4 separate regions of the Mus musculus genome follow, and regions 1, 2 and 4 are each linked to region 3. A link is a contact called in public Hi-C and HiChIP or PLAC-seq data. All regions are on one chromosome and are shown on one strand. The core of a region is the stretch at or near the end of the contact, and the rest is flanking DNA. Distances in the headings are between cores, read along the strand shown.

Region 1 (6,918 bases), core at 1,934-4,433, 400 kb after region 3:
ACTAACTTTATGGTTGGAGGTGACCACATATGAGGAACTGTACACATACATACACACACACACACACACACACACACACACACACACACACACATATACATACATACATACATACATACATGAGGGTCATAGCATTAGAGAACCACTGGCCTAGAAGCTGTAATGCCAGCTGCTACTAAGGGCCAAGGACTCCAGATATGTCAGGTCTACATAAGACTGTAACACCTATAAGGGTGCATGCTCTAGGCTTATACAGAGCTGTAATGCCAGCGGATTCTGTCTGGTCTCCAGTCTATGTTGAAAGGCTGAAGAGGCTGGGTTCCAATGCCAGCAAAGGATAATACTGGTAGCAGCAGCAACAGAGTGGATTCACTCACTAGCAGGGAGTGAAGGGAGGCAGGCAAAAGGAGCATTGCTTTCCCTCCAGACCTCTTTTAACTTGTACTGCTGCTGGAAGGTACAGTCCCCCCTGGACAAAGGTCTTGCCCAGATTCAGCTAATCCCTGCAAGTAACCCCACACACCAACACAGAGGCAAGTCTCTTAGTTCATCTCAGATTCAATCAAGTTGGCAAGTCAAGATTAACCACAAGTTTATATAAAACTTATATAAAATTCATAAGTTCAAACAGCAACATCTTATTATTATATAGGATCAATGCATGAATGTTAGTTTCATTTCTGTATGCTAACAACAAATAATTAGAAGGTCAGGTTTATAAAGAAGTTCCATTTAAGATAGCTTAAAACCAATTAAGAATAAAATTAACAAATATATAAGTTCTGAGCATCAAAAACTAAGGATTATTTGAAAAGAGACCACCTTTTAGGGAAACATATTTTAAAAGAGTCCTTGATATAACATCATCATATAGTGGAAAGCTAAAAGGTAAGGTTGGATGCATAACAAATAGAGAGGGTATAGAGAAAGGTGCTAAGCTTATTTTATCAGGAACTCAATTCTATGTGCTAGATATTGAACCTAGGTCCTCATGCCTGTTAGACAATTGCTCTACCTCTGAGCTATGTCCTTATCACTGTTATGTTAGAGATAAAATTCGGAACACATGAGCTTCATACTTTTAAAAAATACAAGCATATGCCATGATCATGAATTGTAAATGTTAATATTTTAAAGATGTTTTTTCTCTGCTAATTGATTTTGAGATTCTGTGCAGTACTGATAAAAATACCAGTGGGGTGTGTTCATTCATGCATGTGTGTTTGTGTGTAAACTGACAAGATGATTCTAAAATCTTTATGGAAATGAAAATAATCCAGAATAGTCAGAATAATTTTAAAGAGTGGCAATGTTTGAAAATTTACAACTACTTGATTTTGAGACTTATTATAAAATTACCATAATCAACACAGTGTGATATGCACATAAATATGGATGGACATCTGAATTATTGAAATTAGAGACTACAGAAATAGATCCATGTTTCTCTCTCTCTCTGTCTCTCTCTCTGTGAGAGAGAGAGACAGAGAGAGAGAGAGACAGAGACAGAGACAGAGTTTTTTGGATGCTGGAATAATTAGATATCTATTAGTGACAAAAAATAAGTTCAATCAATCTTTGCCCTTACACTATATAGAAAAACTAATTCCAAAGTTGGGCTGGCAAACTATCTCAGTAGATTAAGGCATGTAATACCAAAATGGATGACTGAGCCTGAGCCCCTGGCCCCACATAATGGACTGAGCCTGAGCCCCTGGCCCCACATAATGGAAGGAAAGGACTCACTTTCTCAAACTGTCCTCTGACCATCAATGTGCACTTTATGGGCAAGTATATGCCTCTTGTGTGTACCATAAATAAATATAAAAGAAAATTCAATTAAAATGTGCAGATTCACTCTTTTATAGAAAAATACATACATGAAAGAAAGGCTGAAATGGTAATTAGTATACCCATGACCCTGTTCCACAGAGTAGGATAATGGAATCCAAGAAGCACCATGACCTGTCATATACAAGAAAGAACACCAGGGAAAACACTTTCGTCTGAGTCATCAGGGCTAAGTAAGGACCAGGGGACTGGATGTGACTACCAGTAGGTCTCAGAAGAATTGGGATGTGGGTCTTGGGAAGATGTTTAAGTCTTGGTCTCCAGGCTTGAGAACCAGAAGCAATCATAGATGTCCCAAATTGTCACTTTTATCATGGCTGTTTCAAAATACCTGATGAAATCAAATTTATGAAAGGGTTTATTTGAGCTCAAAGATCAAAAGCACAGTCCTTTGGTTTGGAAAAACACAGTGGCAGAAACGTGAGGCTGCTGGTCACAGTCAGGTAGCAGAGAACAATATGGGCCCTCTGGTTTACTTTCCCTTTTTACTAGGTCCACTGCTAGGTGTGACGTCCGCCTCTGTGAACCTAGTGTAGAAACTCCTTCAATGACATCATCAGAAGTTGAGTCCTAGGTGATTCTAGATTTTGTCAAGGTGACAACCAAGCCAGCCATCAAACAGAGTAAGAAAAATAAGAATAACACACAGTCTGTGTCGAAACATTTGGTCTGATGGGACCTATTAAATAGAAGGAAGTCAGTTCACTGATGGTAGGTATGGTCCTTGGAGGGTATTATGGGTGCCTGGTCAGTTGTTTCCTTTTCTCCTTTATGCTTCCTGAGCTCCTTAAGGTAAGCAAGCCTTCTCTATCATGTGGAGTTTCTTCACCTTTTAGATTCTACCAGGCCTTCATGGGGCTAGATGACAACCACTTACCGTGGTGGGAATCGCTATCTAGGCTATCTAGTCATTGTACTGAATAAGCCCTGGTGATATTCCCACAGATTCACCTAGAAATCGTGGTTTACCTGCTACCTGGGCATTTGTCAGCCCAGTCAAGTTGACATATAAAATGAATCCTTAAAATTATATAAATAATAGTATTTTCTTGGTTTTTATGAATGACAAGATAGCATAACTACATGTTTTGCCAAAATTTCACACAGGGAAGCTGAGATCAGTCACAAATTCCAATTCTTAAAAAAATCTTTCATTAACTCTGCTTTCTTATATATTTATTTACAGACTTGTCTAGAAGACAAAGTAAGAGTCTTGAGTGCTCTCTTACAATACAAATACAAATACAAATACAAAAAAATGAGGTTCATGAGTAAGTGACCTCAGAAAACATCTCATTTCCTGTTTTCTGTTATTCAACATTGAATAGTGGTTTCCTTTGAGTTTAAAACCTTTCCATTTTGGAGGGAAACTTCTTAAGAGACAGGATGTGAAAAGGGAAGTGAAATAAAAGGATATTTTAGGACAGGATGTTTATAAGGGAGATTTTAAAAATCAAAAACCAACCCAAAACAACAACAACAACAACAACAATAACACCTTCTAAGGAGAGATGAAATATTCCATCCTGCAGGGAATCTCATTAATTGAGAAAGTAAATAACTCAAAATAGCTTCCGGAAGTCCCTGAAACCGAGCATAATTAACTAGGCCTGTCTTTCTTCAAGAGTATAAAAACAGTAAAAAGAATGCTGAAAGTCACCCTGAGACTAGTCCAGCCACTTGAAAGAAGCACAAACAAAATGAATCCCTTTGAAGAAACAAAGACCAATTGAGCTGCCTAAAAGAAGCTCAGATCAATTGGGCCACTGGGAAGAGGTACAGTGAATTATTGTTACATATAAACTACAGTGCAGTACATCAGTATTCTTTACTTCCATCTGCCTGAAACTTCACCTGATCATTCGCTGTTTCCCTACTCAGATGGGAGGGTATCCCGGGACTTGGAAGCCCAGGCACCGCTCATCTCTGAAAGGAAGCCTCCTCAGCATTGGCGGTATAGCTCTCAGGGGAGGGTATCCCCAGCTGAGGAGCTCCGGAGCCTCAGCCCTGACCCACTTCGTTTTTTTCCTTCTTCTTTTCATTGTTTCTTGGCTTCTTCCAATGAGAAAGTCACACCAGGCAGAAAAATCTCGTGAAAGATTTATTGGAGGGTTCAGGGTATAGAAGGACGAACCCAGGGTGGCTGCCTCTGCTCCCCCTGAGTGGACAGCAGGGAATTGAACAAAGGACAGGGCTTATATAGGATTTCTTAGTAGGCGGAGCTTTCAGGACAGAGATTTCCCAAAGTGAGGATTGGTGGGATTTCAAGTCCTGAGTTCTGGGAGCTCAGGGATTCATGGATTTTCCTGTTCTGGGGTTGGCAGGGTTTGTGGGACGCTCAGGGATTGGTGGGTTTTCCTGCTCATGGACTGGTGCTTTTTGCACCACTTCCCCCCCTGTATCAGGCCCATGAGTTGGGATGGGAAGATCGTCCCAGCTGAGGCACCATTGCTGCTGAGCTGCTAGGGGAGCTTGGAGAGGTGTCACTGTTGGGCAGCTCCTGTGGGACAGCTCCTATGGTATTTTACCAAAGCCTTAAGCTGAGGAGGGAAAGGAGATGCAACCACTGTGTACAGCTCCTGTGACAGCTGCAGGCTGAGGTGGGAAATACAGTGGTTTTGAGAGGTGTGGCCATTTTGACAGCTCAGGCAGCATAACTACACTCTCTCTTCTGGTAACCACCATTCTATCCTCAGTTTCCACGAGATGAACTTTCTAAGGTTCCACATAGGAGTGAGGTTGTGCAGGACTTGCTTTCTGCTTGGCAGTACTTAGTGATGCTGTAATATTCTATTATGTATGTATGTCACATTGCCACTCACTCGCTGATGGATATTTATACTGTTACACATTTTGGCTATTGTGAATGAGTCTTTTACTCTTTATATCATATGTTCTTATCATGGCAGCCAATATTCTAGCCCCTATGATATGAGTAAAAAAAATCATTAAATATGCAATTAATAATTTCCCCTCAGAAAAAGTACTACCTCTCCATTCTATACCAGTGGAACTGAGGAACTGGAAGGAGTTACTCATCATATGGCAAAATAATATAAAATAAAATTCACTAATAAGACAAATATAACAATTTATCTGTAAATTGTTATACTCATAAATATGTATATACATATGTGCTGCAGAATTACTGTACTCAAAATGGAATTTAGCAAATTTTATCATGAAGTTCTGAATATATTTGTAAGAATTATTAATTAACCTTGAAAATGACACATTCTCCTGCTATGAAATACAAAGTAATAGCATAAGTTCTAGTTTGTAGTAAAGGTAGGTTTCCACATGAGGAAACTTGAACAAAGTCAAATATATATATATATATATGTATATATATATATATATATATATATATACATACATACATACACACACACACACACACACACACACACACAAAGCTAACATTTCTAATTTAGGTATTTATCCCAGAGGAATATTTGTGTACTAAGTGACATTCAAGTATGCTCATAGAAGCATCTTTATAACTACCCCACAATGACAGCAACTTAAATAGCTATCCAAATGGAATAGGTTTTCTTTTCTTCCTTTTTGGCTTTAACATCTATCTATCTATCTATCTATCTATCTATCTATCTATCTATCTATCTATCTATCTTTGTGTGTGTGTCGGGGGTATTCTATGCCACATATATGAAGGTCGGAGGACAGTTTGTAGGGACTGATTCTCTTCTTCTACCATGTGGAGTCTGGAAGCTGAGCTCAGGTGGCAAGTACCTTATCCCTTTGAACCAATCTGCAAGCACAGTTTTCCCTTTTAGATGTGACATAGTCATACATGGGATAGTAAATGGCAACGGTTTTGTATCTTGAATGTTCCCCAAGTCCTGTGTGCCTGTATCAAAGGCCTGGTCCCCAGCCTACCGTGCTATTGGCATACAGGTGGACTCTTTTTTAGGTTAGGAGGATAGGTCATTTCCTAAAAGGGAATTATGAACTCTAGTCTGTTACCCTTTCTGTTTTGCTTCCAGGATCCCATGCAGTGAGTGTAACCATAGAGTCTGTCACTGGTCTAACTCACCAGAGACTAAAATCTACCAAAACATGAGCCATCATGAAGCCTTCATTCCTTAAATGTTTACCATCTCAGGTATTTTGCCACAGACAGACACATTTAATATTGAGAAAAGAAGCCAGACTTTAAAAACATATACAGCATGTTTCCAGCTGTATGAGTTTTGTTTTCAAATGGGTAGCACCAGCGTCTGATGTTAGTAGTTATAACTGTGGTTGCCGTTAGGATGAGAGATGCAGGCAGGGCATGTGTGTGTGCAAGGGATCCTGCTGCTCCGTGTTTTGACCTAGGTGATGATTTCATGAATAGCCCTGCTTTTTCATAACTCACCGAGGACTCGCACTAATTATGCTTCTGTCCAACTAAAAGTGGAATGGTTTGCTTTAACTCAGCCTCAGGTGTGGTCTTGGGCCTTCTTGCTTTGAGCCTGTGTAGCAGCATAGTTTATCATCACGGTAAGAATGGGTGGGAGAGATCTTCTCACCTCGTACTAGACATGAAGCAAGAGAAAGAAAGGAAAGAGGCTGGGATGGAGATGATGTTCTAATATCCCCTGCAAACACACACTTCAGTGTCCTAATTTACTTTCTCTGGGCCCCCCTCTGAGAGTAGACATCATTGCCAGATAATACCACAGTCTGGAGACCAAGCCTTCGGGGGAGGAGTCACTATAGACTGAAACTAGAAGAGCCGTTTCCTTAGTACCATACCCACGTCTCCCTTGGTGCTTTGTTATCTCTCCTCCGCTTTGCTCCCCTCTCCACTTGTCTTCCAATCCCTTTCCTTTCTCTCTTGATTTCCTTCTCATACATTATCAATAAACATTTATTTTTTTAAGTTAAGAGTTAAAAAAGGTAATTTCAAATTCCTAAAAATCGAGGCAACCCACAACTAACAGGCAGTTCCTCACTGAGGGAAAGTGTTGAGCTGAGCTACTCCAGGTGAAATCCACAGACTAACGCAAGTCCAAAAGTGTTTGCGATCAGTCCAGATTGCAGAAGCCCAGAGACTGGGAA
Region 2 (7,391 bases), core at 1,870-4,369, 340 kb after region 3:
CTAACTACACTTCTCCAAAATGCTCTCCACAAACCTCAAAGAATTCCCCCACCAAACACACCCACTGGAGCAGCGGAGGACCAGGGCAGTGCAGTATAACGGAATGCAGACACACAATGACAATGTTTAAAATTGTAAAAAGTTCCTACAGTAATGGCCTAGAGTGGAAACAAAGCCTTGTACCAGGGAAAGAACTCCGCCCTGAGATTAGCCTTCCTGCAAGGTAATATATAAAACCTTCAGAACAAAGAGGAAAGGCAAGACCCAGGAGCACAGCAAGCATGTGGGTCACTCTAAGGGTGGCGCATCTTGCCAACTTTCCTCTGAGAAAGACAGACTCTTGGCAGCAGCGGATTTTGGTTAATTCAAGGGGAGAATTTCCAGGTGAAGTCGTTAATCTTCCTTCAGGTCTAGGCTAGCCCCAAATAGTCCTTCCGGGTAGCAATGGTTCCTACTGGAGCTGAAGTTTCCACCTAGCTCATGCCTCAGGCATGCAAGTCAGATCTGAGAGCTTCCTCGTGTTTCTTCCGTCCTGGCCATTCTCAGTGTGAAGAAGAATTTCCACAGGCGCTGTGCTGGTTTCCTCCCCCACTTTGCCCCTTCCTTCCACAACATGGGCCAAGTTCAACACAGGTTGTTAATCCCACAGGTCACCAGGCCCTGATAAGCAGAAATAACAGCATGTCATCTACTCTTTACTGCATGTGGCTTTGTGCCAATGGTCCCTGGGATGGAGTGGCCCATCCCTCCTTTCTTCTTCCCAATGGAATCCTGCTCAACCTCTTCCTCCATTAAACCAGGTGACACATGGGAAATCGAGAGGTGGGAAGGTGGAGTGAGGAATCCTGGAGAAGAGGAATCAGAACTCTAATTGTATTATACTAGAAGGCTGCTTGACTCAGGTCTTCCTGGTGTGTGCAATAATAGATGCAATTATTTCATAAAGCCACTTTGAATTGAGTGTTGTTACTCACAGCCAAAACCATCCTGACTGATATAGTTTATCTCTATTCTCTCCCTCTTCCTCGGTTTACCCTTCCCCTCCTTTTCTCATCTTCCTTCTCTCTTCATCTCCCCCAATCCCTTCCTTCTTTCCTTCCTTCCTTCCTTCCTTCCTTCCTTCCTTCCTTCCTTCCTTCCTTCCTATCTAACTCTGCTCTTTATTCCAGTCACATGACCTCTTTACCCTCACTCGCCTTTGGTGCTTACATGTTTAAAGGAAGAGCTAGACTAGAATAATCTGTAAGATCCTTTCAGATTTCACCTATGGAAGACTGTAGAATTTAGAGCATGTCTACTGAAAAGACCAGTGTCTCACTGAGGATACATGCCACCCAATTGAGCCCGAACACATTCAAGCCAAAAGCAGAGAATTGCCAAGGCATAGAAAAGATGCCTGGAAAGGCTGTGGAGCAAGCTCCTGCTAACAGCAGCCTTCAAGTCAATGAGCACAGGAAATCAATGAGGTGAAAGTTGTGCTCCCCTCACCCCGAGAATGAACAGGGTGAAAATAAACTGACCACAAAATTGTAAGTTCCCTTTTACACTTGGCCAAATATACAGTAGATAACCCATCACTCTGTGTGCCTGCTAGATCTGTTGACCTGGAGGAGACAGGGAGGAGCTTTGACAGCCTGTGCTCACGGAGAAAGGAGAGTGGAAAATGCTAGAACAACCAGAGGGACGGAATGCTGCTGTACGAGTCCAGCGGCTCTGACTGTCTGTCTTAGAGATATTTCTACTGGTGCCTATCACGAGAACATCTTCATAAGTCCACAATGTACTTTGGCCACACTGCCCTCCTCCCCAGTCCATCATTTTTCCCCTTCCATATTCATGCAGATCTTTTGCTTATTTGAGTCTCCAGTTACTGTGTGCTGTAGTCACCAAACCTTGGCTCAATTCAGAGTAGTTTTGCTCCAGTAAATCAAAGACCTTCCTGTTAGCAAGGTTGGGAGTGTAGCTCAGTGGTAGGGGACATGCATAGTATAACCAAGGCCCTGGGTTCGATCTCCAGTAGAAAAATGAGGCTGGGGGGGGGGAGAACTGTTTGTGCAAGCTTTCTGTCTCTGCACAACTACTGCCACCAAGAAGATGAAGATGCAGTTTAAGTATTTATTATTATTATTATTATTATTATTATTATTATTATTATAGGTGAGTACATGTAGGTAGGTCAGGTGACAACTAGCAGGAGTCAGCTCCTTCTACTATGTGAGCATCAACCTCATGTTGATGCAGTGGTATCTTTAACTACTAAGTCACCTTGCCAGTCCCTGACTGACTGATTGATGATTGATTGACTGACTGGTTGACTGAGTTCCACTGTGTTGTCAGGATAGCCTCAAATTCCTGGTTTGAAAATTCCCTTACCTTAGCCTCCAGAGATGCTGGGATGATAGGCCTGCCCCTCCATTCTTTGCTGAAGCACTTGAGCATAGGCAATGGAGTGGCTGTCAACTCATGGATGAGAACAGTGAGTTCTTGGTCCTGAGAACCTAGGAACAAGCATGCCCTTCTACGCCTTAAGTAGCAATGGACGTGAGAGCTTGGGAGCAGAGCTGCTGAGGCCCACATTAGGAGAGGAAAGAATGCTTCTTAACTTTGACCCTACAGAGCCCAGTGCCATAGAGCAAGACCCTGCCGTAAAACCAAAGCCACGTTGAATTGATACATTCAGTAAAAAGGCTTCTGAAAGAAGATGCTTCATAGACACAAGGACTGGAAACCAAACAAACATAGGGACAGATGGGAACTGGGACTGGAAATTATAATAGGATGGGGTCCAGGGTAGCAGCAAAATTTGTGTACTAGTAGTTGTCAACTCTAAGTGACCATGGAATTATGTGGAGAAATTTAAAAATGTCAACCATGACGTTTCAACTCCACTTCAGTAAAGTTATATTCAGCTGTCTTGTGGTGGAGCTTAAGTTTTGAATCTGTGGGAGGGGAAAGAATGGTCCAAACCAGCCCTTACTGCTGGAATTCCCTAAAGGCCCACACACACGCACGCACATGCACGTGTTAAAGGACTGGTTCTCTGCTTGCAGTATTGGGAGGTACAGCTAGTAGGAAGTCTTCTGCTCATGGGGTGTGCCCTTGAAAGACATAACGGTTCAGAGGTTAAGAGCACCTGCTGCTCCTGCAGAGGAACTGAGTTTATTCTCAGCACTCTCACCAGACAGCTCACTACCACCTGTAACTCTAGTCCTAGGGGATCTGACTCCATCTTCTGGATCTGAGAATAGCCATATGCACATGCAAATATGCAAACAAGCACACATATACATAAGTTTTAAAAATAGCATATTTTATTTCCCTAATTTATTAAGATCATAAGTTTTAAGGACAGTGACTAAACTCATGCCTGCATGCTTGGAAAGAAAGAAAGAAAGAAAGAAAGAAAGAAAGAAAGAAAGAAAGAAAGAAAGAAAGAAAGAAAAGAGAGAGAGAAAGAAAGGAAGGAAGGAAGAAAGAAAGAAAGAAAGAAAGAAAAGAGAGAGAGAGAAAGAAAGGAAGGAAGAAAGAAAGAAAGAAAAGAGAGAGAGAGAAAGAAAGGAAGGAAGGAAGGAAGAAAGAAAGAAAGAAAGAAAGAAAGAAAGAAAGAAAGAAAGAAAGAAAGAGAGAGAGAGAGAAAGAGAGAAAGAGAGAAAGAAAGACACAGAAATGCTTTTCCTCAGAACTTTATAAAAGCCCGTGTGTGATGGACACACAGCTTACTCTCACTGCTGTACAGAGGCAGGAAATCAGAGCTGGCAGGGTGTAGAAACTGAAGGCGACTCTTCCAAACATAAATTTTGCAAGAAAAACCAAGGGATACAGAAAGGTGATTAAAGACTCCACCACCCAATAGCCTAGAAGAGCTGCCAATGAGCCCCAAATGTATGAGTCCCACCGCCAGGCTCCAGCCACGAGTGTGCAGCCTGCACAGAACCTGATTCTCATCAGCAGTTCATCACACACCATGTGCTGGGCACAGGGCCAAGGAGTCGCATGTGCATTTTTCATTTAAGTTAATAATCTCTGTAAACCTGCGTAGCAGACTTTTCTTCCTCTTACACGCAGGCCCTTCCCACCTTTAACCTTTTATTTTCTCATCTTCTCTCCTAGAAAATTCTTCCTTTAAGCCTCAGCACAGACATCCCCACTTCCAAAAGAGTCATGCAGAGAATCACTTATTTCAGGGCTCACAAGTATTCTGAAGACTGTACAAGACCTTTATACTTTAAGAAGATATTGTGTTTTATGTAGGTGATATTTACTAATATTTCCATATAAGGAATGCAAAACAAATGAACGTGCCCCTCCATTTAAGATAACAATAAATATTCCATTGTGAAGCGACATATTCTTATGATAAAAAAGACCATATTTGTCCAGAAGATGACTTAAGGAGTTTTTTTCAGTTCTCTTTCTATGTCCATTCAGAGAGGACAAATCTGCAGTCCACAGTGTCTTCACCATGCAGCCTGCTGGAATACATCATGTTAGTTGAAGTAACTGAAGAAAATCTGGCTTTGTAGAGTTATGTGGTTAGAAAAGTAAGTGATATATTCGCCCTTTCAGATAGCTACATATTCTTCTTTGATATACAAGTGGCTGATGGCAGTGTGAAATCTGAAGTCAATCATGTCTATGACTTTTTCTACTTATGATATTAAACTATATTGCCAGGCCCACACTTAGGATGGCTCTTTCTCTCATTCCAGATTTTGTAACATGATGCACTAGTTAAAGTTATTTAGAAAACAGTACTTCGCTGATCTCTCAGATGTTGACACATCTCATTACACCCAGTCAAAATCAAATGCACTAATCTCAATGTCGGCCTCGTCAAGAAAAAGAAAAAAAAAAAAAAAAGCATTGGAACTCTCCAAGTTCAGAGTGGAAAATAAATATTTTCCAAGGGTTTCATGTTTACTTGGAAACTTGATCCTGATTATTGGCAACAAATATTGTCAGTTATTTTTCCTTAGCATGGCAGGCTTGGTATGTCTTTTGTTTTTGAGGAAAAATTATCCAAGTCTTCCTAACAGTAATTTCTCCATCAACCATCTTTTAAAACTATGAACATATAGTTACATGAAGGAAACAAACTAACAAACAAACAGCTGAGCCGGGCAGTGGTGACACATGCCTTTGATCCCAGCACTTGGGAGGCAGAGGCAGGAGGATTTCTGAGTTCAAGGCCAGCCTGGTCTACAAAGTGAGTTCCAGGACAGCCAGAGCTACACAGAGAAACCCTGTCTCAAAAGTAACCAACAAAACAAAACAAAAACAAACAAACAAACAAACAACCCAGCTGATTTATCTAGAAACTCAAATCCTCCGCAGGTGCAGACTAATGTTCTGGCGTGCAACAGAAGTAAGTGGTCCTTTCTGCTAAAATTTAGATCTGGAATGTTCCCAAAGGGCCACATGGTCGAGAGTTGTTTCACAGTCCTTAAAGCTATTGGGCATCACTATGGAGGGGCTAGATGGAGCTTTAGGAGACTGTACTAGATCCTAAGTCCTTATAGGTGTGCCCTGAAAGGGGATATTGGAACACAGTTCCTTCCACTTCCTATCTTTTTCACAGCTTTCCTACAAAGTGACCAGCTCTGTGTACCACCCACTCCCAACGGTACAGTACCACACGAGGAGTCCAGAAGCATCACATGCTGAAGTCTCTGAAACTGGAAGTCCAAATTAATCTACTTAATCAATTAATTAAGTTGATTATTTCCGATATTTGCTACAATGTCAACACACTTCTGATTTTTAGACAAATTATTGTTAAGCATGTGGCAACAATGACAAAATAGAGCAATTATAATAGCACTCTGTAATAGAAGCTACGAGAACACTTCTCAGTCTAAAAAGTATCTTAGTACACTGTCCCCAGCCTTCTTCCTGTGGTAATAGGAGAGGGAGCATGGGAGACAGCACCTGAGCAGTTTGCTAGGGTTACCTGGACACAAGCTCTGGGATATCTCGGCAGCTGATCTGCTAACCAATATGGATACTAAGTAACAGGCAGGTAGCATATACAGCATAGATGAGTGTGAGAACTGTTACCACTTCTTGTTGTTTCCGCTCTGTTGGCCTGGTAACTTCTAGCATGACACTTCCATTATATAGAATTCTCTTTGTCCCTCACTTATTTATGTCCCACACTTGAATGTAAGTTCCTCTTGAATTCTAAATCCCTAGTGTCCGGCTTTGTAACTGCCACATTACAGGTGTTCAATCTTTTTTATCTTTGAAGGTTTTGTTTTTGAAACAGGATCTCAGTATGTAGCCCAGGCTAGCCTCAAACTCACTATAATCCCTTTGCCTCTGCCTCCTGACTGTTGGAACTGCGGGCATGTGATGTCACACCTGATTGACTAATCAATTTTGGTTGATTGATAATTTCCCCCCCAGTTTCCATATGAAGAAGCCCAAACTAGAGGGATGGGTGTTCGCTCAAGTTCACGCTGAAATGAAACTGAGTTTTCTGCTGACTTCTCACTAGTTGCCCGAGGGGAAGATGAATTAGATAGAAGGTTCCACGGAATAATGTTTTATTCTTGGCTACACTACAGAATAGGTTTCATGTTTGTCAGACCTAAAGGATTACTTCCTGGCTTTTGTTGGGTCCAACTGGTTTTATTGTAGCAAATAACATAATCGGGCCCAGTTGGAACATTAGCATAAGGTAGGAATACTTTGTCTTTGTTTATAAGCTTGAAGCCGAGGTATGGATTGTGGAGCAGGACCTCTGCCCAGCCCTCAGCAAGTTAGCCTCAACCCTTTCCTGCCTGCTCCTTGTTCCTCCCCTGCTGCCCACAGCCTGTCATCTCTGCCCTCCTCTCAGGACCTGCTGGAACGTGCCAGGAAATAGGAAGTTATAACTCTCCTACCCTACTCAGACACTGAAAATGTCAAGCAAAAGCCTGAGTGTCTCACACAGAGTTGACACACCTTTTCTTACACTTCCACCCACTCCCACCCAGAAACAGCAGCTCATTCAATATCTGAGTAGCCAGCCAAAGGTGATATTGGGACAGGGGCACAAAAGGACCTGATGTTTCAGCTGTGGCTCCTGCTTGAGGTTCAATGGAAAGAGGAGGCAAAGGCCGGAGGACACGTTGAGCCCAGGAGCTGGAGATGACCCTGGACAACAGCCAGACCTGAAGAGAAAAGAAGGTGTGGAGTTCACGTAGTTCTAATTACAAGCCTTCCATTCTGTTCACTCGCTTGGGTGTAAAAGAAAGCCAGAGACCAAGATTCTAATCCCAGTGCTACTTAAAATTATTTTCTCAACTCATTCTTGTAAAATAATATAGGTCGTGTGCCTACTAGGCCTAGAGCCAAATGCTTTCTTTTTCAGACAGGTCACCTACAAAGGTCACAGCAGAGTGAGGTCA
Region 3 (6,583 bases), core at 2,320-4,819:
AATAATAATAATAAACAACTAAGGAATAAAGGAAAAACAAAACAAAAGCCCTTAGGTGGCTACATAGGTTAAATAGCAACTTTTCTCTCTTTCTGTTTTGAATCAAGCAACTGAAAGTTCAGATAAGCCTGTGTGTCACTTCTGTTTGCTCTTGGAGGCAGGAGGTCAGGACTTGGGCCAGCCCCTTAGCGAACATTATTCATCTGTCCAGCTCTGGAACAAATGTGAAGAAATGAAGTCGCTTCAGTGAGGGGAGACAGTGTTGTTATTGTTGCTGGTGATGGTTCTATTTGCCAGCAAGCATAAAAACATACTTTGGAATCCAAACAGGCTTGTCAGAGGGAACTTTTGTTCCATGTTTGGGCTGGGATGCTTCCAGGGCAAAATCAGGCGGGCATTTGAACCTCAGGAGGCCAGGAGAGAGCTGCACACAGCAGCCACTGATGGAAAAGGCCAGCCATCAGCTGCAGTTTCATCTGGGTGTTATTTGACTGCAGTCTATGCAGCTTGGGCTGCCAACTGGGGTCACTTCTCTGAATGAGTACTAAGGGGAGGAGGGGGGAGCAGGGCTCTGTAGTCCAGGACGGAGGACTCGTCGGCCACAAACGGGGATAAACAAGCTTAGAAGCTTGAGCTTTTGGAAAGCCGCTCCTCACTTTAGGGCTTTGGAGAGAGAAAGTGGTCCTGATTCTGCAGGATTTATCTGCTGTCGGGTCTCAATTACCCCAAGATCTCTGGCAATGCCTATGGGATCCCTTTGCTACGTGGATTAACTGCCCTGGGGACAAAGCCATCTTTGCTGTGTGTGGTGAGAGTTTAGGGTAGAGAAACTCGTGGTAACGCTAGTCTCAAGAAGCCTAAATTGAGAAAGCCTCTGCCTTTCTCCGCTACTGTTACATAATTTGAGCTGACGGTCCCATCCGCAGCTGTCCCGCTGCCTCCTCCCTCTGCAGATGGGAGAAGCTCGCTGGGTGGACAGGCTTACACTAATCTATCTATTTGGAAGGCAAGATGGTGATAAATTACGACCATGGTGAATATCACTAAGACGCGGTAGAGCCAACAGTACTCTGAATTTTCAGTTCTTCCTCACAACCCTGCTGGACTACCTAGGGCATCACTGAATGTTTTATTTCACCTTGAGATCCTGAGATAAGATAGGCTCTTACTCCAGAGCCCAAAATGTCCCGGTCTGAAGTGGCAAGCTCCCCACAGGAGGAGCCCGTGAATTTCAATAAATGGAGGAGCCTCTTATTTTGTAAATAAAGTAACAGCTCAAGGAAATGAAGTGATTGCGCCAATTATACACCTAATTGGTGGCAGATTAGGGACCGGAGCACAGCCCATTACTTCTGCTTCCTATCCCACTTCTGCTGTCTTGAATTTGAAAATACCTTTCACTTTATTTTAACTTAATTAGTTAATGGACTATTGCTTGGCTGGGACTGGAACTCAGGTAGGCAGATGCTCTACCACGAAGCTGCATCCCTAGTTGGTCTTATTTACTTAAAAACATGCCTTAAGTTAGCCTTCAGTTTTGTTTTTATAGTCAGGCCAGAGGCCGCCACCCAGAGCTGTCTCTGCTTCTAACCTCCAGGTTCCTTCTCATCTCAACCACAACTACCAGGCCTTGTAAACCTTACTGACTCTCAAGCTGAAAGGATAATTTTCAGCATTTAACCTCAATTCGGGCCTTTAGGATGGAATGGGTTTCACAGCATGGCCTGGGGATGTTTTCTAGAAAGAGCCAGATAGTCAATATTTGGGGTTTTGAAAGCCATACCTTACATAACAATTTGAGATGAAAATGTCTTTGTCATAACTACTCAGATTTGAGTTCCCAGCATGAAAACAGCCAAAATACACAAGGCTCCTGTCTATGATCGCAGCACTTGAAAGGGTGAAGTCTGGGAGGACCGTGACTCCAAGATCAGCCAGGGCTACACAGTGAGTTCAAGACCAGTGTGAACTATATGACACCTGGAGTCAACAAAACAACAAATAACCGAAAAAAAAAATAGCCATATAGTATACTAGGTAAATGAGCACGGCTTCTTGAGAATCAATTTAGTCTCTGGGACAAAATCTTCTACTTTTACAATAACGAAACCCAATTTTGAGTTTCTATTCTTCAGCATATTATGGTCTAAGCTCTGTCTTTGTGTTTTGTTTGACCTGAGTGTATGAGATGGTGTCTCAGCTTGGGCTACTGTAAGGCAGGACTGGGTGCCTCAAACACCAGACATTTTTCACAGTTCCAGAGGGTGGGAAGTCCAAGGTCAAGGCACTGGGCGATCCAGTGCCTGGTGAAGATCTTGCCTGGGTTTTTAAAGGTGGCTGGTTAATAATTATGGACCCACATGGTGTGCGTGTGCATGTGTGTGTGTGTGTGTGCACGTGCGTGTGTGTTTAATCTTCCCTCTCCCCATCCTCATTTGTTTTTGAAGACAGTATCTGCTTGTGTAGCTCAGGCTAGCCTTAAACTCCCTTTATAGCTCAGACTGCCTTGGAACTTACTGTGTAGCTCAGTCTAACTTGAAACACACAATACTTACACCTCGGCTTCTCAAATTCCTGCTAGAATCACAGGCATGAGCTGCCATGGATTCAACATTTGTGTTTCTTATAAAAGAATATTAACTCCATTCGAGAGGGTGCCCCCTTTCATGGCCTGCTCTAACCTTAAAATCTCCCCAAAGTTCCTCATGTGACATATTTTCACTTGGAGGACCAGGGCTTCAGTGTGAACGTGGGATGCAGGAGAGTTGCCCAGGTCCCCTTCACAGCAGATGGTACAGGTAGCAAAGTTTGAAGATGGAAACAAACAAACAAACAAACAAACAAACAAACAAACAAACGATGGGAAGAGTCGGGGGGAGATTAGAACCTGAGACCTTTCTCCACTGTCTAGGGTATGTCAAACTCCAATGTGTAAGGCCTTGGACCACAGCATCTTTTTAAAATCCTCACAGCATCTAGGAGATAGAGCACTACAGTCAAAAACATGCTCAGGTCTTGTTAGCAGCTGGGCTGTCTCTAGTCCAGCGCTACTGTCTGTGCTTTCCCCAGCCTGGCAATGGCTTTTAAGGAATCTGTACGCAGGCGGGCATAGGGTGGAATGCTGAATCCCACTCCCTCAGTCGCTGCCTACTAAAAGGTTGTTGAATGAGTACTTGAAGGGATAAGAATTTGTGCGTTCATCTAATGCTCTCTTTAAAATTAACTATCCAGAGGGGCTAGGAATTAGGTTGGTTGTGGAGGGCTCCTCTAGCAACACAGAATAGAAGAGAAACTTCCAACCCCTGTCTTAAGTGAGCATGTGGCCCAGATTGAATTATTAGGTGTAGGGCTCCCCCTATTCCTCCAGACATCAGGAATCCCAGAGGCAGTGTGGGCATCTTCACCAGCTCAAAGGGACTTCGAGCCTCCCCATAGCGGGCGTGGTCTGCTGCAAGTGGGCGTGGCCCGTCTTTGGGAGGAGCCTGAAGAGTTCCCTCTCTGGGAGGTGTGGAGTGACTGCGGGTTTGGAGAAGTCCCACTTTCTCGAGGGAGGAAGCATTGGACTGTCCCGAGGGCCTTTCAGTTAGAGGAACCTGAGACTACAGTGGGCTCTCCTTAGTGAAGTCATTAGCTAAAACTGTGTGCAGGCCATGCTTCCCGGATGATCAGGATGCCTCTTGGGTGTGGAAACCTGGCCACTCTGCGCTGCGACTTCTCCTTTTTCAGGCAGAGCTCAGTTCACCCTCACAGAGGGATCTGGGTGAAAATTTCTACGGGGTTGGAAGTCGCAGTGTACGCAATACACTAGAGACTCCGCTCATCCTCTCCTTCTCCCCCCCCCCCCCCCCCAACCTGGTAGTGATGGAGACGGTTTTAGGTTGTATGTGTGCAAGGGTGGAGGTGGATGAGCACATGACTATCTTCCTGGTGCTTGCTTTTATGCCTGGAAACTGAGGCCAGGAAGTGACTTTTTTAAATACATGCTCCATTTCGAAGAGTCTTAGGGGCTGGAGGGCTGGGACCTGGAGTTTTGTTTTTACAATATAAAGGCTTCAAGCCCTTGCTGCACCTGTTTCTGAGTTATACCGGTTTTTTGTTTACCTTTTAATTTAACTATATGTTTATGTATACAGATCTCTTAATGTTGTTGATTACAGAAAAACTTTGTGTTATGATTGTTTTAAACTCCTTTAATGCTTATACAGATTTTCCTTTCTCATGTAGGGGTTTGGCATCCATGCATTATTTTTAATGTTTTTCTTCTTTTTAAAAATATTTACCAGGGACTGGAGAGATGGCTCAGCAGTTAAGATCACTGACTGCTCTTCCAGAGGTCCTGAGTTCAATTCCCAGCAACCTCATGGTGGCTCACAACCCTCTTTTTTGTCCTCTTCTGGTGTGTCTTCAGCTATAGTTTACTCATATACATAAAATACATCTTTAAAGAATTACTAGGTTGGAAAGTAAGAGCAGCAGAGTGCTTGCTCCTCACTTGGGGGTACCCAAGTTCAATCTGCAATGTCACCATAACAGAAGGTCTAGACATGTATGTATGTATGTATGTATTGCATGGTGCACAGGCCAGCAGACAACCCTTGGAGTCTATTCTTTTCTTCCACATGGAGTTTCCAGGGAAGCAGCTGATGATATCAGGCTTGGTAGCAGGCATGGTTAGCTGTGGAATCATCTCACTAGCCCAAAGTCTTCTTCTTTACATTCAAACTTAAACTATTTTTGCTTCGAAAATTCTAAGTTAACGGACACCCATTTTAAACACTTGGTCAGCAGGTCTAATATGTATTTAAGTGTGTGTGTGTGTGTGTGTGTGTGTGTGTGTGTGTGTGTGTGTGTGCGTGTGATGAGATGTTTAAATGCTATGCTGACCCTAATTCCATTCCCTTTCCCAGAGTCAACTGTTGTTAGGAATTGATATATGAATAGTTATTCTCTGAATTGTGGCATGTCTGTGAACACATGTACATGTATGTAGCAGTTTTATGATTGCTATATAGTACCCACCACTTAGGTTGTTTTTTTTTTTTTTTATAGGACTTTAGCTCTTGGTGATCTCTTCATTGCAGTGTTCATAGCTTCATGGCACTCTTCTTAATTGTGTCATATTGGATATGTTCCAGGTGGATATGTTGTCCTTCACTTACAACGGGATGACATAGTGATGAGCCAACTGAGAGCTGCAGAGGCATTTAACACATGCCTCACCTTTGGCCTACCGCAGCTTACTCAGCTGCATGGTGAATGTACTGTGCCCTGGAAGATCTCCGAGGTTCACCTTTAGGATCGTGAGGCTGACCAGGACCTGGACCTCCCTGTTGAAGGCCAAGCACTGGAGGACAGTGCCATACCACAGGCATTGAAACCAGGAAAAGATCCAAGAGCAACTGTACACCGCTTCTGTATCACCACAACATGTAAAAAACAAAATTCCCAGTTCTAATCCACTGTAAGTCAAGGATGGTGTGTGCTGTAGCTGACACTTGACTTTCTTCTAAATTTTGTTGATGCTGCAAGATAAGAATTCAGTGACTTCCTGTCTCCAAATGGCCATTTACCCAGTAGTGGCCCTTTCCCAGGTGTAGAGGTGGGCACGTTTTCTTTTACAGCCTTTTTTCTAAGTTGGCACAGCTGACCATACAGTTTAGAAAAAAGAAGAGCAAAATTGATATGTCTTCTCCAATCCAAGAAGAATTTCCCATGTGCACCCCATTGTAATCCCACAATATCTCTGGGACATGGAGAGTATTTTTCTCCTGTTTCACACCTGAGTAGGTGAGTGGGAAGTGAGAGGTCACAGATCTGCCCGGGCTCCACAGCTAAGAATCAAGTCTGGGTTTTGCCTGCATCATGACTAAGAAAGGAGAGACCTGTCTGCCTTCCGACCAACAGCTCTTTCCTCTCCCCCTTCCTTTCACCCAACAGTTGCTTATTGAGGACCGACTATGAGACAGCTGTTGTGTGAGGGCTTGTGGTAAGGAAATCTTATAAGCTTTAGAAGGCATTGCTCTCAGCTTGAGCCTTGTCCGAATCTATGAGGTACATTTAAGCTCAGAGTCTGCCAAAAAGACTCATTGGTTTAACCAAGAAGATGAGCTCACCAAAGAATCTGTTTCCTTGGTCAGGTTTTTGTTTTTGTTGTTATTTGTTTGTTTGTTTTTGTTGTTGTTGTTTTTTAATATCAAGAATTTGCTTGATGTTCGGCTTTTGAGAACATCATAGAATCCTAGCCCTTGAAAGGAGTCTGTATACATAGTCTTTTGATCGGTCTGGCTTCTTAGACAGGGAAGTGACACATTTTTTAGAGAATGACTGAATAGTCTTTCTCTTCCCCTATTATTGTGATAGATTGGAAACAGCAAATGTTTATGATCACAGAGTCTTGGTGGGTCAAGACACCCAGAGTGGAGCTGTCCATCTGAGAATCTGGCTGCTGGCAGGTGACATCAATTCCTGATGACCTGGGTCCCTACCCGGGGCAGTTTACAACATGGGGGCTGACTTCATTCACAGCAAGCAGGCAATGCTGAGTCAGGAAAGCCTTATTAGCCTTTTGGTATTCCCTGGGAAG
Region 4 (7,457 bases), core at 1,862-4,361, 500 kb after region 3:
CTTCCTTGGTGTGTTGACAATTGTATGACAATTGAAATAAACATGAACAATCTTGGGCTGGGTGTGTAGCACTGTGATAGTATGTTACACACACACACACACACACACACACACACACACACACACACTTACACACACACACACACACACACACACACACACATTCACGCATGCGTGGACACACATACTCACACCTTTCTCATGATCAGAAAGAAGATTTTAAATAAAGGCCCATTGGACTTGCAAAATATGCCCCAGTACAGGGGAACGCCAGGGCCAAAAAGGGGGAGTGGGTGGGTAGAGAAGTGGGGGGGTGGGTATGGGGGACTTTTGGGATAGCATTGGGAAATGTAAATGAGGAAAATACCTAATAAAAATAAAGATATTATCTAAACCATTTGACATATCTTCTAGAGCTATATTTGATGAATTCTGAAATATTTTTTATACTTTTTATTTTTAATTTTTGTATTTTATTTATTTATTTACATTCCAGATTTTAACCCCCCCCCCCTCCAGTCCACCCTCCAAGTGTTCCACCATCTCATATCTCCTCCCCAATGCCTTGTCTCCTCGAGGATGCCCTCACCCAACCAGATCTCTAAACTCCCTGGGGCCTCCAGTCTTTTGAGAGTTAGGTGCTTCTTCTCTGATTGAACCCAGACTCTGCAGTCCTCTGCTGGATATGTGTTGGGTGACCTCATATCATCTGGTGAATACTGCCTGTTTTGTGGTCCAGTATCTGAGAGATCTCAGGGGTCCAGGTTAATTGAGACTGCTGGTCCTCCTACAGGGTCCCCTCCTCCTCAGCTTCTTACAGCCATAGGGGTCTGTAGCTTCTGTCCATTGGTCTGCTGCAAATATCAGACTCAGCTGTTTGTTGGGTTCTTTGGAGGGCAGTCGTGATAGGTCTCTCTTTGTGAACGCTTCATAGCCTCAGTAATAGTGTCAGGCCTTGGACCTCCCCTTGAGCTGGATCCCACTTTGGGCCTGTCTCTGGACCTTCTTTTCCTCAGGCTCCTCTGCATTTCCATCCCTGCAGTTCTTTCAGACAGGAACAATTATGGGTCAGAGTTTTGACTGTGGGATAGCAACCCCCTCCCTCACTTGATGTACTGTCTTCCTGCTGGAGGTGGACTCTATAAGTTCCCTCTCCCTACTGTTTGACATTTCATCTAAGGTCCCTCCCTTTGAGTCCTGAGAGTCTCTCATCTCCCAGGTCTCTTGCATTCTGGAGGGTCCTCCCAACCTCCTACCTCCTGAAGTTGCCTGTTTCCATTCTTTCTGCTGGCCCTCAGGGCTTCAGTCCTTTTCTCTCCCTCCCTCCTCCTTGTGATTGTTTTCTTCCCCCTCCCATTTGGGACTGAGGTGTCCTGACTTGGGCCCTTCAGCTATTTGACCTTTGTGAGTTCTGTGGACTATATATTAGGTGTTCTGTACTTCTTTTTTCTCTCTTCTTTCTTTCTTTCTTTCTTTCTTTCTTTCTTTCTTTCTTTCTTTCTTCCTTTTTTTCTAATATCTACTTATTAGTGAGTACATATGATGCGTGTCCTTTTGGGTCTGAGTTACCTCAGTCAGGATGATATTTTCTAGTTCCATCTATTAGCCTGCAAAGCTCAGGATGTTCACGTTCTTCATAGCTGAGTACTATTCCGCTGTGTAAATGAACCACCTTTTCTGTATCCATTCTTCTGTCATGGGACATCTGGGTTGTTTCCAGCTTCTGGCTATCACAAACAAGGTCGCTGTGAACATAGTGGAACATGTGCCCATGTGGCATGGTGGGACATCTGTTGGGTATATTCCTAAGAGTGGTATAGCTGGATCTTCAGGTAGATCTATTTCCATTTTTCGAGGAACTTCCAGATTGATTTCCAGAGTGGTTGTGCAAGTTTGCAATCTCACCAGCAATGGAGGAGAATTCCTCTTTTTTCCACATCCTCACCAACATGTGTTGTCACCTGAGGGTTTAATCTTAGCCATTCTGAATGCAGCTATTCTTTATATTTCAAACAGTATTAATGTCAATGACCTTATGTGCTACTAAGATTAGGTATTCATATGTGATTTGAAGAAAAGCTAACAATGTATTTTAAACAAATGACAACTCTTTTCCTACTAGAAAAAAATAGACATTGTAGATCATGTTTTAAAAGATGATGTGCCTAACTAATTTATTGGTTCTGGTCAATTTCAAACGTATGTCTTAACAGTTTCAGATTTCCTTGGGCAGCATTGTTGACCTATGTTTCTGGTGTAAAAGCTCACATTCCCATTTGCTCTTATCTTTTCTAGCTTCTTATGTAATGGAGCATGAATGGTAGCACTAGCTTCTGATCAAGGGCTGTGTGAATACACATATCGTGTGGCACTTGGCAGCATTTAAAGCTGGTGTACCTTCTCCCTGACATCTTGCACAGTGAACTTGTTAGTATTCCAGCAGTCATGACTAAGTGACCTACTATAGTTTCATTTCTTTAAAGGATCTATGATATATTTTTGAAAGGATACCCTAGAGCCCTTAAAATTATGTTGTGCCCATGATTTCTTGTGATTAGAGTCCTTAAGGGGTAGGGTTTGAAGAATATCCTTAGGAGGAGGAGTAGATCTGTGAAAATAAGAAAAAGGTCAGCAGTTTGATTGCTATATTAGCTAAAGAGAAATATCCAATATGTATCTGATTATTAAAGATTATATTTAGTCTTTATGAAATCTCATAGTTTTCATAACTAATGTAGTTTTAACTGTGAATTTGCCTTTTAATTATTCTTGGTTTAGAAGATTATCAGTTTCAGTGAGGCATGTGACGTAGACTTCAGAGGATTATTAAGTAACAATAATTTACCAAATTGTGTTGGTAAATATTTTTTGAACATTGAGACCGAGAGTTCAGCCCAATTGACATGAAAGATACTTAAGAAAGGGAAGTTCCTTTTATTTTACAATTTCTCTTTTTAGTACTTTTTCTAAAATATTAGTGTTTAAAAATTTAATTTGTGTTTTTTCTTGTCTTAATTTTGTTCTAGAAAGAAATGACAGAACCTAAAATAAACTGAGTTAGTAATAAAGTAAGAAGTAGCTTATGTTGCATCATAGCTGCTACTTCCCTTATACTAAGGCATTTAACCAACTGTAGTAGAAAACATTGAAATGTGAGATTGTTAGCATTTAAAACGGTGACTGAATAGGGCAAAATTGGTTAAGAAGTTGAAATAAACATGAATATATGATGAGTACGGGGGATACTGGCTGTGGGTGATTTGCAAAGCCCCAAAAATTATTGATGAAAGTAATATGCAGCACCTTCATTTTCTGTCTATTGTACGAATTGGTTGGTTGGGTTATTAACTTCCCTGTCATTATTAACAAGTGGTTATTTACTTGTAAGTTTTTCTTGTTGTTGGTTTTTTGCTTGTTTGTTTCTGTTTTGAGTTAAGGGCTGACTAGGCAGCCCAGGCTGGCCTGAAACTCAAGATCTTGTTTCCTCATAATGCTCAGTACAGGTATGTGCCACCATGCCCAGTTTGAGTCTTATTTTTAGGGAAAAATAATTGAAGTATATGTCATAGAATTATCACTATTTAAAAAAATCAGAGAATTTTAATGTAAGAAAAAAGAATGTATTTTAGTAAATATTAAATTCATGCTTGTGTAAATGGTTGATCCGGTACATTTGCATAATATTGGTTCATTTGTTTTGAGGGAAAGATACAGAAACATAAAAGAAACAAATATTGGTTTCAAAGACTAACAACACTTCTACAAGTATGCAAGTTTATGTTATACAGTAGACCAACATGAAATACTAAGTCTCTGAAGAACTAAGCTGGAGTTTATCGTGCTCGTTCTCTTTAGGACTATTAGAAACATGTAGTTAGATATGTGATAAAGTTAACATTATTGATAGAAATTTCTCTGATGAAGAGATAAGATTTGCTTTAAGAACACATTTTTAGAGCTGGAACAGGCATTTGACTGAGACGGTTTCTCTTGAATTTTGTATCTTAGAACTTAACATTAAACATGCACAGAGGGCATTCATAGAAGTATTGGGGTTCCCGAAAGATTGCTGGCCTTCTAAAAGACTATTAAGTACAATATGAAGAGTAAAGATGGAGCTCAGAAGGCATTTGCCCTCTCTTTGCTCTGCATGCCTGAAAAAGCATATAGTCTAGAACCCTATATGGTTTATATTTGCTTCCATACTTACCTACCATCAAGTTTAACTATGAAATTTAGAATAGTAAAAGAGTAGTGACGGTAACGAAAACTAGACCATTTCTAATAATGTACAGTGGTATGTAAACATGGTGTCTTTCCCATAAAATACCCACTTAAAGTGTCTATCAATGTTCCTGTGATAATGGGATGCGTCTGATGAGATAAATTTAAAGTAAAATGACTATTAGAGAAATTACAAGCATTAGGCTATTGAAGGATTACTTGAATACAGGTACTCTGATACCACAGCAATGTAACTACCAACTGAGACAGCTACCAAGTATCTGATGGGTCTATAGTGTGAATACAATGGGGAAAGAAAAGGACGGTTCATATCCTGGGTTTCTGAAGCAGATGGTGGAAGATTTCATCATGCTAATCAGAACAGAACAAAATTTATCAACTCTTTATTTCTTTTTGATATGCCAGACTGTTACTGACCATGGGCCACTGAAACTGCATGGAACGTGAAACCATGTGTAAGGGCATCAGCTGTACTTCAATAACAGTTAAATTGGAGGTTTTAGTGTGAGAGCCAAGTCACCTGTTGAATTGCAGAATTAGGCAGTCTCTCCAGCACATTTCAGGCTATTCGAGCAGGGTAATAGAATAGAGTACAAAGATTGGTAATTACCTTTGCAAATAATATGGTTTTTAAATGAAATTGCAGCTACTCGTCTCTCTGACTGCTGTGCAAGAAAATAGCCATGGACAGTATGCAGAGTAAAGGTGTGTCTGTGTTCCAGTAAGACTTTACCTAGAAAGAAGTTTCCAGGTTCTAGCAGTTTACTGTGCCCTTCATACTGGAGGAATGGCAATTTTTTTCCTACAATTCATTCCTTTCAAAAGGAAGAAAAGACTTTCATATCAAGATATTTTTTTCCAAATTTATTCCCCAGAATTAGAATGAGTAAAGGCATAGGAATCTGGAATGAAACGACTCTTCTTATGTAGAGTAGGGAGAGAGCTTTCCTTAGTAGTTACTGAGGAAGTTTCTCTGATCATCATCAAGAGCACGGATTATGCTCTTCCTGTGGCCTGTAGGAGTAGGAGCATAATGCTATTTTTGTACTGAACATTTCAACTTTGAGTTTCAATGCTGTGGTAATTTGGCAGTTTCCCTTGTGTGTAGTTTATTTTTAGTTAAGTGATAGTAAAACATATAGTGAACTTTTAGGAAGAAATTACAAGAAGGAAAAATTGAACCTCCAAACTCTAAAGCAGAGTTAAAGCATAGTAAACAAATCCATAGAAGTTGAATTGACATTGGGCATGTCAACAAGAGACAGATTAATTCTCAGTGACAATGCTTCTCTTCCTGGTACTTGTGGTCACATGTTCAGCACACTAAAAGAAGCTGAGATCATTTGTAAGATTGATTCAGTTATGAGTACCTAGAGAATGCTTTTCCCCACTCTCATAAAAGCATGGATGTGGTACTGAGCAAGAATAACATAGTTCCTGACCTTCCAAAGAGATAACTAGTATGTTATCTATCTAAGAGAGTGGTTTCTAAACTAAGAGCTAAAGAATGAGCTGGCTCTGGCCTGTTGATAGAGACAGGTAAGAGGAGAGTTATGTGGAACCGACAGTAAAAAAGGGCAGGGTGGACAGAGCTCATCATGACCCAGCTCTGGAAGAAACATTGTATAAAGAGGAAATGTGCAGCTATTGAAGCTGGAAAAGGAAGATTTCCTATGCTAGGAGATCTTAAGTGTTTGAATTTTGCCAGGAGATTAATGGAAAGTAGTGAAAAATCTTTTAAGTTGTAAGGTAATGTAAGTAATGTTTACTTGTAAGTATGTTGAGACTGGTTTGGAAGAGGAGTATTAAAGAGCCATATTGTCCAGCAAGGGAGTTATGAGCTAACCAGTGTGGCTAAGAAATAATTTTAGATTTTATTTTAAAATTTTCTAATTTAAAAATTGGAACAAGTTAAAAATATATTTCCATTTGAATAGTTTTTGAGTAGGTTGACATGTTTCATCGGATGCTGGAAATTTTCTATCTGAGGTAGGCTGTGCTGTAAGTGTAAAAGGCACAATAGATTTTGAGTTCATTGTGTGAAAAAAGTAAAATATTTTTCTGTGAGTGCTTGTTGAAGTCATATTTTGTATATATTTGATTAAACATGACTCAATTTAATCTCATCTGACACCTTTTGCTAGCTCAAATATCTCTGGCTTTTAGAAGCTTTGAAATTATGTTTATCTTTGACAGTATATATTGGTAGCCAGCAGTCATCTTAGAAGCTTTCCCAAGAGGCCAGTAAGGTAGCATTATGTTCCATGCAGGGGCTGTGGCAGCTGGGTAAGGAAGATTTCTAAGAGAACCATCAAGGAACTAAAATTGATAAGATGTGACATTTAAGTAAGAGAATTACTGCTCAATTGGTGGTATGGAAGAAAACAGCAGCCTCAGTTCTCTAAAATATGAGGAAATGAATAGTAACTGAATAGAAAATTCAAATGTGTAAGCAAAAGTTATAAACATCACATTTCATTGACAATTTGTGCTCAGAAGTTCAATAATTATACAACTGGACTTTATTTTGAGTTTTGTTCACAATTGCTATGTGGAAGTACTTTCTATTACTTGGTTCTTTAGTTATGTAATTTTCCATTTTTTTAGATTGTAGGTGATCAGCAGATTTACAATTTAATGGTTTATTGTCTGTTTCTTTGTCACTATTTATTCACCTCCTTTAAGTAAATAGTAGGGTTGGAGGTCTTTAATAATATGGGATCTATATCTACCTATATTTTTATTTGAGATTAAACTTATTTCTGTTTAAAAGAGAGGGTACTCTGTTTTTATATGATTTATTAGATCCTTATTTAAAGTTGAATCTCTGAGGTATCTGATGCTGGTTGAATGTTTAGTACTTTGTGTTGTCAACCTAAGAAATGAGATGCTTCACTCTCTGCAATTTCTAGTCTTTTAAGCTTATAAAAGTAGTCAAGACAGTTTGTTGACCCCCAAGGAGACCTTTTAGTCTTTGGCTTGTTAGACAACAAGGCCTGTACTCTTCATTGGCATTCAGATCACAGGCAGCCATTGGGCTCAGTTCACAGCCAAGCACAGCTTTGGGATTTAGACAAAGCCACCCTGGCAAAGGAACCCAGTTGTCAGGGTAGCTGGCTGGATTGTAAGGACTGTTGCATAATGGAGAGACCAAGTAGAACTATTAGGATGCAAATGTGAAAAAAATGGTGGTGCTAACCTGCAAAAACAAA

What was found. HiChIP or PLAC-seq counts read pairs in DNA pulled down with a chosen protein or histone mark. A called contact is a pair of places that touch in the nucleus more often than the background predicts.
Region 1: a RAD21 HiChIP or PLAC-seq map of pro-B cells shows a contact between it and region 3, with 6 times the contacts expected there. The contact joins two enhancer-like sites. A contact is called at or near these places in 1 of 15 datasets of contacts at CTCF or cohesin (pro-B cells), 2 of 484 Hi-C or Micro-C datasets (the HPC-7 cell line and microglia) and 1 of 115 datasets of contacts at active chromatin or transcription factors (large pre-B cells).
Region 2: an SMC1A HiChIP or PLAC-seq map of large pre-B cells shows a contact between it and region 3, with 7 times the contacts expected there. The contact joins two enhancer-like sites. A contact is called at or near these places in 2 of 15 datasets of contacts at CTCF or cohesin (large pre-B cells and pro-B cells), 4 of 484 Hi-C or Micro-C datasets (bone marrow-derived macrophages, cortical neurons, muscle stem cells and 1 more) and 6 of 115 datasets of contacts at active chromatin or transcription factors (bone marrow-derived macrophages, craniofacial prominence, large pre-B cells and 2 more).
Region 4: a contact with region 3 is called in a Hi-C map of bone marrow-derived macrophages, with 20 read pairs. The contact joins two enhancer-like sites. A contact is called at or near these places in 8 of 39 promoter capture datasets (the 3T3-L1 cell line, the HPC-7 cell line, embryonic stem cells and 4 more), 2 of 15 datasets of contacts at CTCF or cohesin (large pre-B cells and pro-B cells), 28 of 484 Hi-C or Micro-C datasets (the AML12 cell line, B cells, the C2C12 cell line and 22 more), 1 of 115 datasets of contacts at active chromatin or transcription factors (differentiating embryonic stem cells) and 2 of 9 other capture datasets (embryonic stem cells and embryonic trunk).

Annotation. Positions count from the first base shown.
Region 1 is chr1:177,278,431-177,285,348 of GRCm38.p6, reverse strand. Gm36904 (a long non-coding RNA gene) reads right to left here. Exons shown (of 8, transcript XR_001779550.1): 4 at 6,233-6,392. Among named protein-coding and RNA genes, the nearest start is that of Gm36904, 24 kb to the right of the region's middle. Within about 2 kb of position 3,183, at least 17 of the 459 cell types and tissues checked have an H3K27ac peak or open chromatin away from gene starts, as enhancers often do. A contact at or near this core is called in pro-B cells, where this site is marked.
Region 2 is chr1:177,339,874-177,347,264 of GRCm38.p6, reverse strand. All of the region lies in intron 6 of Gm36904 (a long non-coding RNA gene), which reads right to left. Among named protein-coding and RNA genes, the nearest start is that of Gm36904, 86 kb to the right of the region's middle. Within about 2 kb of position 3,119, at least 23 of the 459 cell types and tissues checked have an H3K27ac peak or open chromatin away from gene starts, as enhancers often do. A contact at or near this core is called in pro-B cells, where this site is marked.
Region 3 is chr1:177,678,392-177,684,974 of GRCm38.p6, reverse strand. No RefSeq gene overlaps it. Among named protein-coding and RNA genes, the nearest start is that of 2310043L19Rik, 39 kb to the right of the region's middle. Within about 2 kb of position 3,569, at least 45 of the 459 cell types and tissues checked have an H3K27ac peak or open chromatin away from gene starts, as enhancers often do. A contact at or near this core is called in bone marrow-derived macrophages and pro-B cells, where this site is marked.
Region 4 is chr1:177,175,490-177,182,946 of GRCm38.p6, reverse strand. The region is part of intron 1 of Akt3 (thymoma viral proto-oncogene 3); the gene reads left to right. Among named protein-coding and RNA genes, the nearest start is that of Akt3, 70 kb to the left of the region's middle. Within about 2 kb of position 3,111, at least 8 of the 459 cell types and tissues checked have an H3K27ac peak or open chromatin away from gene starts, as enhancers often do. A contact at or near this core is called in bone marrow-derived macrophages, where this site is marked.